Linked DNA regions of Mus musculus: region 1 is linked to region 2. The links are chromatin contacts, called in public promoter capture Hi-C maps. All regions are on one chromosome and are shown on one strand. Each heading gives the region's core, a stretch centred on a gene start, on an enhancer-like site or on the middle of the called end of the contact. The rest is flanking DNA. Distances are from core to core; before and after follow the strand shown. Region 1 holds the start of C9orf72 (C9orf72, member of C9orf72-SMCR8 complex). Region 2 holds the start of Pdp1 (pyruvate dehyrogenase phosphatase catalytic subunit 1).

Region 1 (2,700 bases), core at 1-2,500, about 23 Mb before region 2:
GCCTCACTCAGCTGCCTTCCTTACCTGCAAACTCACCCACTTTGACTACAGCATCGCACTCTTAACCCTAGCCTTCCAAACATGGTCCTATGCTATTTCTGTGTGTCTGGATGTATTTTTAACTCTCAGATGTATACTTCATTTATGAGATATACATCTGAAGACCACGGTACAAAACACTGTAAGAACTTGATAGAATGACAACTGCTAGGTAAAAAAAAAAAAAAAAAAAAAAAAAAAAAAAAAAAAAAGCATACAATACCTGGTGAGAGTTCTATTTTTACCGAAGGTGGTATTGATAGGTATTCTGTTATTAATGCCTTTCTTTTCCCTATAAATGATGAAAAGTTGCTGGAAAATAATAAACACTACTCATCTGTAGTGAAAAGCCACAATACAGTTACAAACCAATCAATCAATCAATAAATCAGACGTCATGGTGTTCTTTTCCCAAAGGTTAAAAAACAAAGTGCACTGTGCTATTTGGCAAAAATGACGTTTAGAAGAAAACACGGTGACTACGCACAGAGGGTGGGGGAATCATTGTGCTTGTTGCGGAGTGAACACGTACAGTGTGCACGCAGACTTACGGCATTTAACCGTGTCATAGGGACCAAAGGAAATCCACTCACTCACTAAATATTTGTTGAGCACCCACTACCTGCCAACTCCCAAACAAAACAAAGCAAAACTACTTACAACCACAAACTACGCTTCGTAACCTAGATAGATAACGCAGGTGACACTATCTATCTAGGTTGAGCTCAGCTCTGCCCATGCTTTTCCTGAGCGGCTCTTGGAAGAAAAGCTACAAAGCCCATGACAGCCTCCGCCTGGCCAGCTGCCACTGGCATCTCAAGGCTGGCAAAGCAAAGTGAAAGCGCCAACCCGGAACTTACGGAGTCCCACGAGGGAACCGCGGCGCGTCAAGCAGAGACGAGTTCCGCCCACGTGAAAGATGGCGTTTGTAGTGACAGCCATCCCAATTGCCCTTTCCTTCTAGGTGGAAAGTGGTGTCTAGACAGTCCAGGGAGGGTGTGCGAGGGAGGTGCGTTTTGGTTGCCTCAGCTCGCAACTTAACTCCACAACGGTGACCAAGGACAAAAGAAGGAAACAAGACTGCAGAGATCCGCACCGGGGAGCCCTGCAGATTCTGGGTCTGCTGTGGACTGGGGGCGGGACTGCGACTGGGCGGGCCTGGGGGCGTGTCCGGGGCGGGGCGGTCCCGGGGCGGGGCCCGGAGCGGGCTGCGGTTGCGGTCCCTGCGCCGGCGGTGAAGGCGCAGCAGCGGCGAGTGGGTGAGTGAGACGCGCGGGCGGAGGGGGGCTGCTGCCACGGTCGGCTCGCGGGCCGGCCGGCTCCGGGTACCAGCGGGGTTTTTTTCTCCTTCGAGGTGAACTCCTCCCTGTCCCCCGGGCGAAAGAGCCCTTGGCCTTGCAGGAGTTGCGGGGGCCGCGGCGGTGCGGAGGGGATGGGGATGGGCCTCATCTTTGCTGTCCGCCCGCGCTCCCCGATCCCGACCCGGAGCGTCTCCCGGGCCCTTGAGGGAACCCTCCGGGAGTACGGCGAGCGCGGCCCCCACCGCCACAAGCCTGGGCCCCAGGGGCCTGGCCCGGCGACAGCTGGTGGGTCCTGCGACCCAGTCAGGTCTCCCGAGGGTCCCCGCCCGGGAGGAGAAAGCGCCGGTGGGATGGAGTAAGGACGGACAGAACAACACGCAGGCAGGATTTCGCAGAAGTTTGCAAGGAGTGCGGATGCCCACTTACATGGGCTGCTACTCTTACCAGGTTGTTCCCCAGTTCTGTGGGACGTGACCTGGTTGCCTCACAGCTCCGCGGTTGTACAGACTTATTAAAGGAAGTGACCATTGTGACTTGGGCATCACTTGACTGATGGTAATCAGTTGCAGAGAGAGAAGTGCACTGATTAAGTCTGTCCACACAGGGTCTGTCTGGCCAGGAGTGCATTTGCCTGGGAGGGATTGGTTGCGCTTTCTGGTGTGGGGACTATTAGGCTCTTGTAGAGTTTTGTCCCGGCAGATGGATAAATTTCTTGTTACACTGTTCCCGTTCGTCACCAGTTGAGAAAAACGGGTACACAGTCTGTCTCAGTAGTACTTTTACTTTATATTAAGGGCCCAAAAGGGACTGGAAAATACTTTAAGATAGAATCGTTAGTCCACTTGGAAAACTTAAAATATGAGAGAGAGAGGGGGGGGGGAGAGAGAGAGAGAGAGAGAGAGAGAAAGGAAGGAAGAAGGAGGAAGAGGAGGAGGAAAGAGATTGAGATTATGTTAATAATATGGAATCAGAATATTTGAAATATAGTAAGCGTCCCCTCAGTTAAAGAGGACATTCCAGGAGGCCCCCAGTATAGCCTGAAATCTCAGGAAACGCCTACATACACCCATCGTGTGGATATAGGTGTTTTCCCTTCATTACATTTCATACACAGATGTTAAAGTTTAGAAAGTAGGCACAATAAGAGATTACAAATAACTGATAATAAAGTCGAGCCATTGCAGCTGCTCTGTAAAAGTCCTGTGAATGTGATCGCTTTGTGTTTCAAAGTAACTTACTGTACTTCACCCCTGTTAAGCAAAACAAGATTCACCTGAACGCAGGCACCTTGGTACCTTGGCAGACACCAGATCTGATAACCAAGAGGATGGAGAAGTAGTGGCAGACAGTGTGGAGAGCA
Region 2 (2,700 bases), core at 167-2,666:
CTAATCTTGATTGTTGTTAGGAGAGGATAAATGTATCTCTTCTCCAAGAGGGGAAGGCAGGGGACTGATGGGGATCTTGGCTTGTTTGTTCTTGGTTGGGGAAAGGTACCTATATTTTCCCCCTCACCAATCATCTCTGCCCGTAAGCCTCTTCTGGGGATGAGCAAATTCTCCAGTTTAGAAATAGAGGCAGCTTGAAAGATTTGGGGAATTATGAATTGCAGGTTTGGTTATATAAGGTTTTTCCTTTATTACATAAAAATTTAAATACTTCAGGATTAATAAAATTTCACAGTAAACTTGGGAGTTCATCTATCTAGTCCAAATTACTTTGTAAACTTTATTAGTTAATAAGGTGTAGAATAAATCAACGTAAACTCATTAACACTGGGCAGAAGCATAGCTTCTCCCAAGAAAGTTTCATGTCATGAAGATGGCATCTATGTGGATGTAGGTAAGTGAAGAAGGCACTGTCCCATAAAGAGACAACCGCAGATGGCAGCAAGAACCCTTAGTGTGTTGTTTAGCACATCTTAAGCCTAACCTCACCCCACAGATAGGCAAACTGAGTCTCATGGGAGGAAGATGGATTTTTGTCACTGGGAATAACTTGAAAGGCTCTTCTGACTCCAAGTTCAGTGCTCTTCCCACTTTCACTGGCTGCATTTTAAAATTCATAACTCTGAATGAGTCAGGGACCAAGGAGGGAATGCTGATTTCAAAGTCCTTCCAAGAACAAGAGCACTCGTGTTATTCTTATCTACAAAGATAAGAATTCCTTCATCAAACTTCCTTTTGCTTTTGTTTACAGCTTCCTAGCCCGGAGACATAAAAATAATTGACTATCAATCCGACCTAATAACCCTAAAATCAGCAACTTGATCTTGAATGAATGAAGCGAGACACCGCCGAGACGCTCTGCCACGCCTCAATTGTGTTGTTCCCGCGGTCTACCTGGGGCAGCCCAGTGCAGAGGAGGCTTGGCTCTCAGGCCAGCCCAGAGCAGCACGCGGGGCCCAGCAGAAGTGCCAGGCATTCGCGAAAGCCCGCCCGCCAGGAAGCAACTGGCTACCAAAGCGCCACGCGCTCAGGGATGCTGGATCCCGCCCAGGCGCTTCCCCATCTGGGAGTCCAAACGCAACCCAACCAAGGCTGTCCACCTCGCGGCACGCGCAAACCCACCTTCACCAGCAACAGGGCGTGGTCACGGGGCGCGCGCACGCGTGGAACCAATAGGCTAGCCGCGCCAAATGGAAGGGATTGTCTGACCTCCGTGACGTCACAAAACTGGCGGGGAGCGCGCCCTCTTCCGCCCCCCGCCCCTCTGGCCCTCCGGGTCCCGCCCACCCGCCATTGCGCAGCCAATCAGAAGGCGAAGAGCTCAAGAGCGCCTGTGGGGGCGGGGCAGGGTGGAGGCCGGGCGAGGCAGGGGCGCGGAGTGGGCTGGCCTGGGCCGAGCTGCAGCGCGCCGGGGTGCTGCGTGGTGCTGAGTGAGGGAAGGACGCGCACGGAGGGGTGCGGCCGCCACCCGGGGCAGACCGCAGCGGGTGCTCGACTGTGCCCGGTTGGTATCCTCGTCCACCGCTGCCGAGTCGTGAGGGGGCGTCAGGGCGGTGAAGTGGAGGGCGCGCGTGGGGAGCGGCCGCGGGTGGAGGGCCGGGTGCGCGCGGAGCCTCGGTCGCGAGGAGCTGCCGCGGGTCCCGGGCGGCACCCGGCTGTCAGCGCGCGGGGCGCCCGCTGTGGCCCGGGCGTGTCTGCCTCGGCTCCCCGCTGACACGCTTGGCCCCGCGTGGCGGAGCCGGCTGCCCACGGCGGGCTGTGCCTGGAGCTCTGCGGAAGCGGGCGCGGCGTGGGGCCGGGCGGGCCTGAAGATGCTGAGTGCTTGTGGGCTCGGTGCGCTGGCTGCATGGAGCGGCGGCGGTGCGCCTGTCCGGGCTCCTGGAGTTGCCCGCCGGGGGCTGTGATGCCGCCTCGCCTGCCGGGTGGGTTTGTTTGGTTTCTTCTTCTCCCCTCCCCTTTCTCCCCCCTCCATTCTCTCCTCCCCTCCCAGCCCATTCACTGGGCTGCTGCGAGACCTCGCCCCTCCTCCGCTCCCGCCTCCCCGCCGCCGCCTCCTCTAATGAGCATCTCTGCTTTGCTTTCAATGGGCCGCTGCTGCTGTCGCTGCTGCTGTCCGCGCGGGTTGTGGATGTTGTCGGCTCCGTGTTGTGATGACAGGAGAATGTGTGTGTGTCCCGGGCCCAGACGAATTGGTAGGTATTCACATAACTACCTGTGTTGGGTACCCAGGGAAGGATGGTGACTGATTTTGTGTATGAATGGATGGCTCTAGGGGTCCTCATGGAATTAAAGGGTGAGATAAGGAAAAGGAGACAAAGGCGCTCTGGACCAGATTTTATTTTTATTTTTATTTTTTGATAGCTTAAGTGTGATATTCTGGGACACACGAAACTGACCAAACAAGTGCTGGTTTGGTTCTTTGTGTTTTAAGGATAATGGCTTTTCTTCATTCTTGTAGACACTGAACTTGAGCTGTGAAATGGCTAGGCGTTTCCAGAAAATGCTGAAAAATTACAAATCTTAATGCAGGGCGTTTAATGCAATCAGATTACATAAACGGAGGTTCTGATACGTGTAATGAAAAGTGTAGTATTTATTTTCATTTGCGTTAGAATCTTTGCAAGACCGAGAAGCTCCAGA

What was found. Promoter capture Hi-C pulls out the DNA fragments that hold promoters and counts their contacts.
Region 1: a promoter capture Hi-C map of pre-B cells shows a contact between it and region 2. The contact joins the promoter of C9orf72 here to the promoter of Pdp1 in region 2. A contact is called at or near these places in 1 of 39 promoter capture datasets (pre-B cells) and 1 of 484 Hi-C or Micro-C datasets (CD4 T cells).

The regions. Positions count from the first base shown.
Region 1 is chr4:35,224,386-35,227,085 of GRCm38.p6, reverse strand. C9orf72 (C9orf72, member of C9orf72-SMCR8 complex) reads left to right here and starts at 1,250. Exons shown (of 11, transcript NM_001081343.2): 1 at 1,250-1,298.
Region 2 is chr4:11,965,166-11,967,865 of GRCm38.p6, reverse strand. Pdp1 (pyruvate dehyrogenase phosphatase catalytic subunit 1) reads left to right here and starts at 1,416. Exons shown (of 3, transcript NM_001098230.1): 1 at 1,416-1,564; 2 at 2,218-2,252. The coding sequence starts at 2,222. 1700123M08Rik (RIKEN cDNA 1700123M08 gene) reads right to left here and starts at 1,292. Exons shown (of 5, transcript NR_040577.1): 1 at 1,183-1,292.